2 separate regions of the Mus musculus genome follow, and region 2 is linked to region 1. A link is a contact called in public HiChIP or PLAC-seq data. All regions are on one chromosome and are shown on one strand. The core of a region is the stretch at or near the end of the contact, and the rest is flanking DNA. Distances in the headings are between cores, read along the strand shown.

Region 1 (7,607 bases), core at 2,946-5,445:
ATCTGGTGTCTGGAAGGAAAGAGACAGAGTGACATAACGGAGTTGGATGTTATTCTGTCTGTATTTGAGAAAACCTTCCTGGAGTATAAGTAAGTCCCTTGATGTTGGCACTGGTGGGCCTGGTCAGCTGTGCTCGGAGTGGCACTGGGTGGGTCCATCCCTGTTCCCGATGTTGTCACGCGTCAGATGATTCTGTGCGTTCATTAGAGTCCCTTTGCGTACATTAATTATGCTAGTGCGAGTTGTTGGCTCATCTATTCTCGACTTCCTCGTAGACTTTGATCTAGAAGTGTGTTTCTCCAGTGCTGTTGGTTTTTCTCAGTCAGGTGGTGTATGGCAAGTATGGCCCACTCCAGTCCCTGTTAGCTCCCATGAGAGCAGCGATGGGGAAGAGCCCACGGCTGCATAGCCTGCGTCACTCATGGCAGAGAGCAGCCGCCACATCAGGGCTTCACTCTTGTGCTAGGTACACACACCCCTTCAGTTGTCTGGTCCAGCCTCGGGTGGGGAAAGTTGAAAAAACAGCCCAGTCAGTCAGGTTTGGCCTATCTTCCACCAGCACAAATCTGGCTTTGTTCTCTCCTTTTTTTTTTTTTTTTTTTTTTTCGAGACAGGCTTTCTCTGTATAGCCCTGGCTGTCCTAGAACTCACTTTGTAGACCAGGCTGGCCTTGAACTCAGAAATTCGCCTACCTTTGCCTCCTGAGTGCTGGGATTAAAGGCGTGCGCCACCACACCCGGCTTGGCTTTGTTCTCTCCTGAAGAGAGTGATTCATAAAATTTAAGACATTAAACAAAAATATTTGTAAAATGCAGCCCAGCAGAGTGGGTCTTAGAGTCTGGACTAGTCAGTCACACACAGCTGTGAGCATCTGGCTTTCCTGAGATCCGGCTCCGCTGGGACGCTAGTCAGGGAGTCAGCCTAGGATTCTCCATGAAGAAGTGGGATCAGCAGAATGTAGGCAGGGTGGCTTAGGCAGAGGCCACAGTGCCGGAGCGGGGGGGGGGGGGGGGGGGGGGGGCGCGCAGCGCAGGACTTCGGAAACACTGTGGTAAAATATCCCGAGGAGCAGCTCAGGAGGAAAGGGGATTATTTTAGATCACAGTTCCAGCTTGGGGTCCATCAGTGAAGGAATCAAGGCTGCAGGCACTCAGAGCAGGTGGTCACATCCATGGACCATGGCAGACAAACTTGCTGATTCTGCTGGCTTTCCCACTCTGTCCAGTCCAGGGCCCTACCTGTGGAGCAGTGCAGCCTACAGTCAGGCTGGGTCTTCCCACCACAAGTAGCTCTGCTAAACATCCCTCACTAGCATGCCTCACTAGCATGCCCCAGGAGATCATGATCTAGACTCCCCTGAGAGACTCTCTTCCCTGGAGATTCTAGATCGAGTCTTGACAAAACCAAGCATCCCGACACGTCTGCTAACCTTCCCCATCCTGGCTGGCTTTGTCCTCTGCGCTGTCCCCTTGTTCTCCACTGCACCTGCTCTAACGATGTTGACCATGTGCTGTCTGTCTACCCAGGACCTGTCTTTCCGTGAGCAGACGAATGCTTAGTCACCCCTGGAATAGTACTCTATTAGCCATTCTGATAGTTGTGAAGTACACAAGGTTTTTTTTATTGTGTAACAGAACAAACCATGGGCCATTTTTAATCTGCAGAATGGCTAGCTATCTGCTCATACCTCTAGAGCTTGCTCATTTTGCAGAACTGAATGTCTGCAGTCACCAAAACAGTTGACCACTTTCTCCTCTCACATCAGATACTTTTATGAATATTGGTGTCTTTTGGTCCCTCCTTTCCATGTTTTCTGTGTATATAGCCAGTAGTTGAATAGCTGAACCACATAACATTTGTTTTAATTTTTTTTTTAACCATCTGTCAGGGTTTCTATTCCTGTGCAAACATCTTGACCACGTAGCAAGTTGGGGAGGAAAGGGTTTATTCAGCTTACACTTCCACATTGCTGTTCATCATCAAGGAAGTCGGGGCTGGAACTCAAGCAGGTCAGAAAGCAGGAACTGATGCAGAGGCCATGGAGGGATGTTCTTTACTGGCTTGCTTCCCCTGGCTTGCTCAGCCTGCTCTCTTATAGAACCCAAGACTACCAGCCCAGAGATGGTCCCACCCACAAGGGGCCTTTCCCCCTTGATCACTAATTGAGAAAATGCCTTACAGTTAGAACTCATGGAGGCATTTCCTCAACTGAAGCTCCTTTCTCTGTGATAACTCCAGCTGTGTCACGTTGACACAAAACTAGCCAGTACACCATTTCTAATGTTTTTCTGAGAACTTGACCCGGTTTTAGAGTTCTCTCCTCAGTAACTGGGGAAAGGGCTCCCTAGGTAAGAGGGTTCACTATGCAAGCATAAGGGCCCACGTGTGGCTCTTGAGTCCATATAAGAAGCTAGGCATGGCTGTGCACGGCTGTAACTCAGTGCTGTGCAGGGCAGAGACATAAGGGCTGCAAAGACTGAAGACGGTTTCATGGGAAACCCAGTCTCAGGGGTTGAGGAGTGTGACAGGGCAGGACTCTGGTTGTCTCCCTTGGCCTCTGAAAGCACAGGTGTGTGTGCAACACTGCCTCCCACCACATTGCATGTGTGCAACACTGTCCCCCCACCACATTGCAGCCCACCTTGTGTGCACGAGTGCGTGGATGTGGATATAGGCTTGCTCTGTAGTTTTCCTGTTCCCCTCATGATCAGTGTGGCTGATCTCTGTACATTTCTCTCTTTTTTAAAAAATCAATTTACAGGCAAAGAGTAGAATCTGAAAGTTGTAATCAAGCCATCAACAAGTTTTATTTTAAAATGAAAGGAGAACTCATCAGAATGGTAAGTTTCTTGTATTTGTTTGAGACAGGGTCTTTGTATGTATCCCTAGCTGTCCTGGAACTCACTATGTAGACCTGGCTGGTCTCAAACTCACAGAGATCTGCCTGCCTCTACCCTCCAAGTGCTGAAATGAAAGGCAGATACCAATACACCTGGCTACTCTAAAATGTTTTAAACTAAAGTTTGGACATGATCCTGTGGTTGTAGAACAGCTTGCACTTGCTGGCTCTGTGACGAGAAACACGTGAGAACTCCTCTTACTTCCTTCTGTGCATGTGTGGATGTGGAAGCCAGAGGCCCACTCTGAGTAACTTCACCAATCACCCTAAAACTTACTGTTTGAGACAGGTCTCACTGAACTTGAAGATCATTGGCTTCTCCAGGCTGGCCAGCCAGTGAGCTCAGCTGGACCACAAGGACCCACTCATCCCCACCAGCCCCTCATAAAATCCAAATGTGCCAGTGCCAGGATCCAAGCTTGGGTCCTCTTGCTTTTGTGACAGGCGGTTTACCAACTGGTGTCTCCCAAAGGCCTTCTCATGTGGATCTTTATACAGTTCATCTTGGAAAATGAGATATACTTTATTTTGTTGTCGTTGTAGCTTAAAGAAGCCCAGATGTTAAAAGCCCTGAAAATGAAGAACACCAAGGTAATCGCCAAATCTCTTAGTGAGTCATGGGCTATGAACCAGGGGAGTAAGGAAACACTTGCTGGTAGTTTTGTGACCTGCAGTTTTATAAGGGCTTTTGTGGGCTTGGTCAGGTTTTTAATTGCTTTTGTAATGTTAATGGACACTGAGGAATGGGGATCTCTGTTAGCCTTTTGTCAGTCCAAGTTACCCCCCCCCCCAGCCCCAGACAGCTCATAGACAGAAAAGATTACCCCTGGGTCTGTAGTGAATGAAACTGCTAAACAAGTCAAACTGGGAGGCAAGAGGAGGGTCCATGGACCCAAAGTCTTAGCTGAAGTGCTGAAACTTCTCCCATGTTAACCTAAGTACGTTATTATATTGCTCAGATAATTGCCAACATGGAAAAGAAAAGGCAGCGTTTAATTGAAGTCCAGGATGAACTGATTCGGTAAGGTAATATCTGCTCTATCTGAGAAGTCATCTAAAGGGGCAGTAGCGTTCGTCACTTAGGGGAGTGCTGTAAGGACCGTCAACTCTGCTCTGACTCTCAGCATCTGGTCTGGTCTCAGGCAGTCTGATTACAGCTTTAGCTACATAGACTATAGGATTAGACTGTCTGGAGCTTGAATCAGGCTCTACCATTGACTGCAGACTTGAGTGAGGCACTGACTGTTCAGGGCCTCAGCCCCTTCCTGTGTATATGGGCGTAACTGTACCTGTTCCTTAGAGGGTGTCCTGTGAGTCACTGAGTAAACCTAGGCACAGTTGTCTGCTGGTCTCAGGCAGAGAGGTCTGTTTATGTTGCTTGCTTGCTTATTTTACTTTTTGATAGATGGTTTTACTATGTAAGTCAGTCTGGTCACTGGCTCTTCAGTGACTGTTGAAATACACACTCTGCAGAGACACATCAGTCCTTATTCTGAGGTCTAGGGTTGGGGGCAGTCCCCATGCCCTGGGGTTAGTGCACACTGTGGTAGTCTGTCTGTACATTTTGGGCTTCTGAGGTATGGAGTGCGAGCCAGAGGCGTTCGTGTAGTAGAGTTTGCCACGCTCTCTACTCTAAAGATGCTTTAAAAGTGCTTGGACAGGCTGGGGATGTGGCTCAGTGGTAGAGCACCTGCCTGGCATGAACAGCAGTGCGTTAATTCCTAGGACCACATGGGTGTGGTCGCACAAGGCTTGAGCAGATCCTCCGATCTGTCAGTAAACACTTGAAATTACTAGGTTGTGTTTTGTTTTTTTGAGACAGGATTTCTCTGTATAGCTCTAGCTGATCTGGAACTTAATTTGTAGACCAGGCTGGTCTCGAATTCTTGTAGATTCACCAACCTGTGCTTCCCGAGTCCTGGGACTAAAGGTGGGCACTACCTTGCTGGGCTAAGTACTAGGTTTTAAGTGACTGCCACAGGATTTTGAGAGAGACAAATTAGTTGCCTATTCTGTTATTTACAGATTTGGCCAAAACAGGAAAAGTGGGGTAATATAGTAATATTGACAGTAACAGTTCACAGCTTCCTTTATGGGAGGGTACTTTTCCTAAATACGTCATTCAGTTGGCCCGTGCTTAGTCAATATGATTCCATGAGGTAGGTCACTGTATGGCTCTATAATTAAACTATAATAAGGCTGTTCTATTCAGCTCGTCATCAGTGTGAGACCACTGAGACGTGTTGAGACTGGACTTTTTAGTTCCTTTTCTAGGTGAAATTGTAGTCAGACAAATATTTTGAAAATGCATAGTAAGATAAAGTGTGTGATGGTTTAAACTTTGCATAGGAGGTGCCTGAGGCACTGGGGCGTCTCTTAGTTACAGCCCGTCCCATCCCTAGGGAAGGCAGGGAATGCAATCCTGGCCGTGGCCGTCAGTTTGCTGAGAAATCTTCAGTTGTTTGGTGTGAAGAGCTCTTTCTAAAAATTGAAAATAAAATGTTTTCATAGTTTATTCTGATCATGGTTTCCCCACTTTTGTCTCCTCCCAGATCCCCCGCACTTCACCTCTCCAACTCCATGCTTTCTTTCTCCTTAGGAGAACAGACAAATAAAAAACCAACCAACTAACCAACCAACCAAAATAAAACAAAGCAAACAGAGGGAAAAACACGAGAAACACACACTATTTTTCAATTCAAGCTTAGGTTTTTTTTATATTTTTATTTGCAAATTCCCTTTTCTTTTATAGGTGAAGAAACTAAGCCTCAGACACAGGCAGTTCGCCCAGGTCACACATCTTTCTCTCCAGGCTCTGGGACAGTTTTTCTGCTGATTTTATTTGGCCACAGAAACTAAGGATTTTTAAAAGGGGAACTTTCTGCATGACCTCCTGGTTAAGCTGTCAGGCTGGCTACTCCTGCCTATGCTCAGAAAATGTCAGCCAAATTTATATTGACTGCAGTAGTTCCCAGGACTTGAGTAATTTGGTGGATTTTGTCATCTGTGAGGCATGTCCCCATGGCTGTCACTGCTCACTGTGTGTCACAGTTGCGTTGAGCAGAAACCTAGGATCATTTACACGTTCATAGTGTGCGAGGCGAGCCAGGCCACCAAGTCCACTTCTGTTCTGTTCTTCCCTCACCCAGGATGTTCATGCTTGTACACTCTATGTTGTTTATATGGGAGAAATGTTTTGTTATTTTTGGTTTGCGTTTTTGTTTTTTATAATGTGGGCACCTTAATATTTTCAGTCCACAAACACCACATATATTTCTATTAATTTGTATTTTGTAAAATTTGTTTTTGAGATTAAAAAAAAATTTTGTTATCTAGATTAGAACCACAACTGAAACAACTACAAACAAAATATGATGACCTTAAGGAGAGAAAGTCATCACTTAAGAAGTCCAAGCATTTCTTATCTAATTTAAAACAGCTGTGTCAAGATTATTCAAACGTTCAAGAGAAAGGACCAAAGGGAACGGGAAAGGTGAGTCCTGGTTACTGCACATCAGAAGGGATCCAGGCATTTGCTTGTAGAGTGGCAGCAGTTTGCAGAAAGGTAACGGACAGCATTATTGTAAGTCAGTGAGACAACAGCATCACCTTCTAGCTTCCTGCTGAAGGGAAGGAAGACTCGGTTACTCCTCAGATCTTCTAGGCGGTGTGTACTGTGCACAAGTCTGAGTTGAACAACTGCGCTCTGCTTTATCAGTTTCCATCAGTCCTCAGCCCACTCAGACGTGCTGTAAAGGCCAACCACCTTTGTCCAGCCCATGTTCATACTTTAGAAGCTGTTTCATTGAAATGGCAGGAGGGTCCTGAGGGGCTGAGAAACAGTAAGACAGTTGGGAAAATGTAGTTAGCTATTATTTTAATACTTTGAAGTTTAATACTCTGAGACCTTGCTGTTGCCATAATATAACATAGAAATGTTAGCTAAAAAATTATAAATTTGTATACCTAATAGAATTAGAAAAGTACTAATAGAATTGTACATCGAGTTTTATGAATAGAATTGTGTGTAGAATGTGATACACAGTTATACACCATGTCTTCGTGTATCTATGAGAAGGTTTGTCTACTTCACCGCTAAATTCAATTTTATGGTCTGCCATTGATTTAAGTTTTCCTAAACTGAAGATCTGTTCATATATTAGAGCTACTAAAATATACATGTTCAAAATGTGCCTCAAGTTTATTTTAGGGATCCGATTATTAGATCTGTGAAAGTTAAGGGTAGCATTGAGCCAGTCTGAACATAATCCTTGGTTAAGCCAAGATCTTGTTTCTCCTCGCACATGCTAGGCAGATCCTGATCTACCCCAGGCCCAGAAACCAAGCTGTCGAATCTACTTTAGAATACACTGGCCTCACAGGCGAGGCAGCTTACCTTCAGTGCCTATAGCACTGCTACTGTTGTAGCACGGACCCTACTTCTCCTGTGGGTAGCATCTTGATATATCACACCTCTTCCTAACGAAACCTGCAGCTCCAAGTGAACTCTTCCCACTTCTCTTAGATCTAGAGCAAGTGCTTGGGTGTCTTGCAAGTAGGCTATCCTACAGGTGTTGGGTTGACTTCTCTGAAAACATGGTATGTGTGTGGCAGCAAACAGTCCCACCGCCAAACAGCTTTTCTGCTCAGTTCTCATCACAGGAAAATACCGTGGAAGCACATTTATCAGCAAGCTGTCAACCGTGTG
Region 2 (7,607 bases), core at 2,295-4,794, 760 kb after region 1:
AAACACTCATATGCATAATAAATATTTTTAAAGACTCAAATTTATACATACATTTTCTTAGACTAAAAATTAACAAGCCATGTTCATTTGTAGAATACACTGTCCCAAGAAATAATATCATAAATGATAATCCATGCTGCACTCCAGGGTACAAAAAGCCAAGGCAAGACTTAATGTGGAGGAAATTCGTAACAGTACAAGATGATTAAAATATTAAAATGCTTTAAAACAATATCCTTGTCAGCCATAACTTATGACTAGAAAGAAATGGAAAGACAGCCGCACATGCTCGTGGATAGTAAAACAGCCACTCACTCACAGATAAACTCCTGGAAGCCAACCAGGCTTTATTCAGAACAGATGTGCATGTGGCAGTAAAGATGTTTACTATATTTGTGCCCAAGGCAGCCCACCAAGGCCACTGTATGCATCCTATAGCTTCACTCTGTTAGTTTTAGGACTAGCGTGGCGGGACAGAAAGATAGTAAAAATAAGGAGCCACAGAAAGAGCCAGGCACCCTCACCCCAGGATCTAGCTAAAGTCTCTTGCTAGCTGTAGGTCAAGGGTCCCATCACAATGAAGAACATTTGCTGTGAATCCCTTTATACAGAAATGTTTCAGATGAGAACTTTAAAGCAACAGGGAATCACCCTTAAGACCTGAGAGTGTAATGACCAGGCAAGGGCTTTCTCTTCCCGGACATAAATCTACAGTTTTCTAAGAGTCTCACAAAATTCTACTTACAATAAAAGGTGTATTTTAAACCCCTTGTGTGACCATATGACCAATGGCTGTACTGGATCACATTATAACCTTGTGCAGGGCAAATCTAAAGTCAATCTATAGTCTCATTTATCAAAAAGAGGGGGGAAAGGTAAGGGAGAGAGATTCTTTAAGAACCTTTTGAGACAACAGCTCTCACCCTTCCTAATGCTGTGACCCTTTAATGTTGTGGAGACCTCTCATGTTGTAGAGACTCCCCCAACCATAAAACTATTTTCATTGCTACTTCATAACTCTATTTTGCTGCTGTTATGAATCCCAATAGCTGTATTTTCTAGTCGTCTTAGGCAACTTACATGAAAAGGTAGTTTGACGCCACCCCTAGAGAGGTCATGACCCACAGACTGAGCCACCAAAATTGCATGCATGGCTATTGCTTCTACCCTTAAACAGGCCTCTCTCTCAATATGCCCACATCCACTCTTGGGCGTGTCTTATCCTTCCCCTCCCTCTTTTTCCTAATAATCCCCATGTTGCGTCATGGCTAAAGGCTCTTCGAAACAAACTCCACCTCTGTCTCATCTTAATATTCTAAGCAATCAATCCTATCTTCATCTGTGTGTATACATCTGTGTGTATACATCTGTGTGTATACATCATCTGTGTGTATACATCTGTGTGTATACAGGTCACTACATTTGCCTCTAAAGGAGCCTCTAACACCTTCCTGGAATGGCCAAGGACTCAAGTGAGTCCTTGCTTTCCCCGGGCCACCCACAGATGCAGAAATAATCTGAAGGGACAGGTTTTCTTTGCCACCTGGAGTTCTGTTTTCTAAAGATGTCACTAAACCTCACTAACCAATGGTTTCTGTGACTTCTTGAACCTGAGGTTCAAACATTTTCCTAGCATCTGCCCTCAAATACCACCAAGAAGAGTCACCATTCAGGGGCGATTACAGACTTACCAAGAAAGTGTCCAAATCTTAGACTTAGGAAGCATGGGTTTAGTTGGCATTTTAACATACTTCTTCGTCATGCAAATGTCACACCTCTCTGATCAAAAGCTAAAGATGGATTGAGTGAAAATGGCCCCCATAGGCTCATAGAGAGTGGTGAGATTAGGAGGTGTGGCCTTGTTGGAGTGGGTGTGACCTTGTTGGAGGAAGTATGTCACTGGGAGGTGGGCTTTGAGATTACAAATGCTCAAACCAAGCCCAGTGTCTCTCTTTCTTTCTCTCTGCCTGCTGCCTGCAGATCTGAGCGTAAACCTCTCAACCACTTCTCCAGTACCCTGTCTTCCTGTATGCCACCATGCTTCCTGCCGCTATGATAATGACCTAAGCCTCTGAACTGTAAGCCAGCCCAATCAAAAGCTGTGTTTTATATAAGAGTTGCCATGATCATGATGTCTCTTCACAGCAATAAAAACACTAAGCAAAGTCTGTCCCTCTGGATTCAAGGCTCTTTTGTCTGTGCCTAGCTCCCTGCTCTAGATCTGCTCTGATCCTCTGTGCTCTGAGAAGGCTGGCAGTCTTGCCCACTTCCTGCCCCCTCCCCCTTAACTCACTGTGGGAGATAAGCCATGTACCATCCAAAGAGAAGCCACCCGCCTTTCTATCTGGTAAGCCCAGGGCAGAGCCAACAAACTGTTCCAATGGATACCAACAAAGAGTGACTATGTGGGGCAAGCATTAATTACAGGACAGGCTGGCATGGGAAACAGATGTCAAGGCTCTAAAAGGAACACTTCCTCAGCAGGTTATAAAAGGACAGAGTCACCATCTCTGTCCCATGTCCTACAATAAAGCACCAGGGGAATAAGGCTGTCCTGAAAGACTGTGACATTTTTTATTTGCTTTTGATAACAAAGTGACCAAGAACAAGAGACTAAACGTCCACTGAAGGCTCATCTGACACAACCTCCCAGGGCATCCCAGGCCAGGAGACGGCTTACCTGGCCCTTCTCTGCTGTGGCCTTGTGTTCCAGCCTCCCAGATTTATCTGTGTGACCTTTCTACCTCCCTCCTTGCAACATTTTTATTATTGTTTATTATATTTGTTTATCCAATTTCATACATGTTATACATAACAGACTGAGTTTGTTTTCATATTTTAAAGATCACTATTTAACCCTGCAGTCAAATAGTCTCAAGAAGGCGTCTGGAAGTGTCACGGTTATAGCTGTAGTGAAATTCCTAGACTTCTGTCAGCAAATGGAAATGGAGACTTTTGAGAAGGAACCCCCCCCCCCATGCATATCAGGCGTTGTATACAATGGATATGGGTAGCAAACACGCATCTGCTCTCATCTACTCTGAAACCTATTGGGCTGCTTTTCCTCTGTCCTAGACAGGAAACAGTCAACAAAAGCCTAGCCACCAATTCTTTAACAGGTGAAATAGAGCCTGACCAAGAGGATTAAAAATATAAACAAAAGAGGGGCCTTTTTCTTCGCTCTAATGTGTACCAGAGTATAAAGACAAACTACTTCTGGTCATGTTAACTTACAAGCTCGGAGTCACTGTTTCCACTGTCTCTCTTCTAACCACCTAGTATTTTACATACTCTTAAGTGCAGAGTTGGTTCGAATCGAATCAGCAACATTAAAAGGTTGATTTATTATGATTAAACAAATAAGTACAGCCGGTACCTATAACTGTACTTGCGTAACACACCTTGTCCCAAAGCAGCCTCCCAATGAAGTACAATGCCTAACCTAAGATTGTACCTCTGTAACCAAGCAACTAGGTTTCAGCCAATCACAGCCATCAGGCTTTTCCCAGTCCTGGCTGCTGCCGATCAGGCCATGCCCATATAAGGTGAATGCTGACTGTGGCCAATCAGGTTGCTTCTCTATGTCACTTCCTCTCTCTTGCTATAACTATAACCTGTTCGGTGCTGACACAGAAGTGGGCTCCTCGGTAGCTTTCCAGCCCCTCTGACAATGCCTGACAGCATCACAGTGGAGGGATTTGCATGTCTTTATTGCCGATTTTCTTCCCTCTGGGTGACAAACTGTATCTTAAGATAGCGCTCCGTGCTTGATTGGTTCTGTCATGTGTACTAAAGACAGGCTAGATCCTGCAGGACTGGAAGCAAATAGCTGTACAATCAATACGTATCTCTTCCTTAAAGCTACAGAAATAGCCTGAGCCTGGGGAGACAGCAAAAATCAGTAGATTGCCTGGCGTGGAGTACTCAGAACCATCTGCAAAGGTTTAGGTTCTACAAACTTTCCTCTTCCTCTTCCCTCTTCTCCCCCTCCCCTTCCCCCTCCACCTCCTCTTCTTTTTTATTTTTAATTTTGGTGGTAGGCTTCTTTGTTTTTCTTTTTCTTTCCTGTTTGTTTCTTTGTTTGTTTATTGAATCAGTGTCTCGCCATGCTGTATGCTTGTCTAGAATTCTCTCTGTAGCCCAGGCTGACCCAGAACTTTCAGTCCTCACAGAGTAATAAGATTATAGCCTGTGCCTAGGACCTACTTCTTGCTCAAGTAAAAAAATTAACTTAAACTGCTCTCTGTTTCCCATCAGCACAACAAAATTGCCAGTCCAGCTGCTCAGGCAGGAAACAAAGTGTCAGAAGTGCTACTGGTGACAAGCAGAAGGCCAGGGTGATGAAAGGCTTCCCATATGTCTAAATTTTACTCTAGTTCTAGACTTTAAACAACTATTAAAGAAATGCTAGTTTAAACTTAGCAATAGGGATACAAAGGAGATCTCGAGATACACAAAATGCCATAATTCATGCATTTTTAAAAATATTTATTTATTTATTTATTTATTTAGTATATGTAAGTACACTGTAGCTGTCTTCAGACACTCCAGAAGAAGGCATCAGATTCCGCTACAGATGGTTGTGAGCCACCGTGTGGTTGCTGGGATTTGAACTCGGGACCTTCAGAAGAGCAGTCGGTGCTCTTAACCACTGAGCCATCTCGCCAGCCCGATGCATGCTTTTTTCCCAGGAAAATAGCATATTAGACTCCATATCTTTTCTGTGGAATTCTGTGTTGCATTAACAGATCAAAAAAAAAAGATTTATATTAAAAATATTCAGTTGGAAGAGGAATAGAATTATTCAGCCCTAAGAACCAGTGCCAGGCTTGAGAGATGGCTTGGAGGTTAGGAGCACTCGCTGCTCTTCCAGAGAACTGGAACTCAGTTCTCAAGACCCACAGCAGACGGCGTACAAACTACAGCAACTCAGACCTCTGGCATCCTCAAGCACTAGGGTGCATGAAACACATGCACACACACGTGTTTTGTAAGTCAGAATTATAACAATATTGTCATAAAGCACAGTGAATACTGCTTAAGCCTGAGGTGCAGTCAAGGTGTTGGGCTGCATTCAATTTTGGATTTCACAACAAAAGTAATAATACAAACTGTGTGTGTGTGTGTGTGTGTGTGTGTGTGTGTGTGTGTGTGTGTGTGTGTACATGAATGCAAGTACCCTCAAAGGTCAGAAAATGCTGAAAACCTCTGGTCTTCTGCAAGAGCAACAAGTGTGTTTAACTGCTGAGTCATCTCTCAGCCCCTCCACCTGACCTTCTTTTAGGCAGGGTCACTCATGGAACCTGGAGCTCACTGATTGGCTAGGCTAGTTGGCCAATTGAGCGCCAGGAATTAGCTTGTCTCTGCCCGCCTCTTAGTACTCCAAGTCCTCCACTCCCAGCTTTTACTTCAGCTAGAGCTCAAATAGGTCCCTATGCTTGCGTGGCAGGCACTTTACCGATAGAACTCTGTCCTCAGCCCCCATTTTTAAAATGCAAACTTCTTTTAACCTTTGTTCCTTCTGGGGTGACGGCTCCGGTATCGCTAACAGGAAACAATGGCAAATTCCAAATGGCAGGGATTTAGAATCTGGGAAAGAAAATGGCATGCCAGAAGATGGAGATTGCCACGGTGGTGATCTCTCCGAGCTATATTCTGTGGTCCTGTGTTCTGCTCTCCTCTGGTGGTGTCTGTAAACCAGCTTCGGGGACAGGGCAGAGTCTAAGACAGGGAGGGGAGGGGCTCAAGATGGGAAGGGAGGGGTTCGGGATCGGAGGGGAGGGGTTCGGGATGGGAGGGTTTACATCTTCCTCGAGGAGGCGTCAAAGCACGAATGTACACCAGGCCAGAATGATCAGGATCCAGGTCTGGCTGGGAGCTAGCGCTGAGTGTCAGAGGGAGAGGAGACAAGGCCTTCTTCAGGAGTCTTGGTGTTATGGCTCATGTAGAAGGCCTTCCCGGTGGCGATCTTTAATGAATCCTCTCTCTGAAACAATCTTACTTGTATTTCTTTATTGGGGCAGATTTGGACGCATACACTATATTGGGGTGAACTAGGCATTATATAGTTTTGGAGAAGAGAGTGAGAATATCCAGGGAAGGAAGGTCATTGGCTGAAAGCTAAGGCTGTTGAGATACCTCATGATCATGAAGAGCCTTTCCAGGTGCTGTGCTACAGGACTCACTGCCAGTGGTCACCTTCAGTGGTCACCTTCGTTGAGGGTCGTGGTTGTGTGCTCCAGAACACGAACAGAGGCAGGGAGGGAGCAGCCCTACTCCCGATGCGGTGGTTTGTATATGCTTGGTCCAGGGAGTGGCACTATTAGAAGGTGTGGCCCTGTTAGAGTAGGTGTGTCACTGTGGCTGTGAGCTTTAAGACCCTCATCCTAGCTGCCTGGAAGTCAGTATTCTGCTAGCAGCCTTCAGATGAAGATGTAGAACTCTCAGCTCCTTCTGCACCATGCCTGCCTGGATGCTGCCATGCTCCTGCCTTGATGATAATGCACTGAACCTCTGAACCTGTAAGGCAGCCCCAATTAAATGTTGTCCTTAGAAGAGTTACCTTGATCACGGTGCCTATTCACAGCAGTAAAACCCTCACTAAGACACACACCATCTCAAATCTCTGAGATTCCAGGGATTTGAACATCCCATGCCCATCTGGTGGCAAGGTCCACGTGCCCGTAAGAATTTTGTTTGAAGGGTATATTTAAATTTTTCGTGTGTGTGTGTGTGTGTGTGTGTGTGTGTGTGTGTGTATCTGTCTTCAGACACACCAGAAGAAGGCATTGGATCCCATTACATATGGTTGTGAGCCACCATGTGGTTGCTGGGAATTGAACTCAGGACCTCTGAAAAAGCAGTCAGTGCTCTTAACCACTGAGCTCTCCAGCCCTGCATGACCTTTCTTTAAGCCTGGATTCCTCATCTTCCCCACAGACCACCAAGACTCTCTGTCTCCCTCTCTCCCGCTCTCTCCTTTCCCTCTCTTTCCCTTCCTCTTTTCCTCAACTCCCCCTCCCTCCCCCCTCTCTCAAGAACTTTAAAGCTGAAGTCATTTTATACACAAGGAAGAGACAGAAAATATAAGTAACTTGTGCAAGTCCATGCATACCTTGCCACTTCTCAGTGGTCAGGATTTGGGAAGAATGAGTGTAGTAAAGATGGCGCCCAATGTAAAGATACAAAGTATCTGTGTGCACAGCCTACTTAGCCAGTCTTCAAGGCCAGGCTGCCTAGGTTTTCATACCAGGTGTATCATTCCTGTTGCTATTACAGTTTGGATATCTGCAATCTGAAAACCTGAAATGCAAACTTCTCTAAAGTCCAAAAGCTTTGAATGTATAAGCAGCAAGTAGAAAATTCCAGGCCTGACTGCACGTGACCAAACACAGGTGCTTTTGGAAGACAATGGAACAAAAGCACACCGTATAATACATATAAAACATGGGTTTGCATTTGGGTCCCGTTTCTAAGTCACCTCATTTGTATATAGACATATTTCCAAATCTGATATCTAAGATACTTCTGGTGGGAAGCATGTTTTGTTGTTTTGTTTTGTCTTGGCAAATATTTTGATTGTGTGTGTATGTGCCTGTGTGTTCATA

What was found. HiChIP or PLAC-seq counts read pairs in DNA pulled down with a chosen protein or histone mark.
Region 2: an RNA polymerase II HiChIP or PLAC-seq map of embryonic stem cells shows a contact between it and region 1, with 6 read pairs. The contact joins two enhancer-like sites. A contact is called at or near these places in 3 of 115 datasets of contacts at active chromatin or transcription factors (embryonic stem cells and large pre-B cells) and 1 of 9 other capture datasets (embryonic stem cells).

What each region holds. Positions count from the first base shown.
Region 1 is chr8:46,569,991-46,577,597 of GRCm38.p6, forward strand. It overlaps Cenpu (centromere protein U), which reads left to right. Exons shown (of 13, transcript NM_027973.4): 8 at 1-89; 9 at 2,762-2,840; 10 at 3,443-3,490; 11 at 3,859-3,920; 12 at 6,236-6,392. Primpol (primase and polymerase (DNA-directed)) reads right to left here. Exons shown (of 15, transcript NM_001001184.2): 15 at 5,593-6,731. Among named protein-coding and RNA genes, the nearest start is that of Cenpu, 22 kb to the left of the region's middle. Within about 2 kb of position 4,196, at least 26 of the 459 cell types and tissues checked have an H3K27ac peak or open chromatin away from gene starts, as enhancers often do. A contact at or near this core is called in embryonic stem cells, where this site is marked.
Region 2 is chr8:47,330,832-47,338,438 of GRCm38.p6, forward strand. It overlaps a transcript of Stox2 not described here. Among named protein-coding and RNA genes, the nearest start is that of Gm39171, 11 kb to the left of the region's middle. Within about 2 kb of position 3,545, at least 169 of the 459 cell types and tissues checked have an H3K27ac peak or open chromatin away from gene starts, as enhancers often do. A contact at or near this core is called in embryonic stem cells, where this site is marked.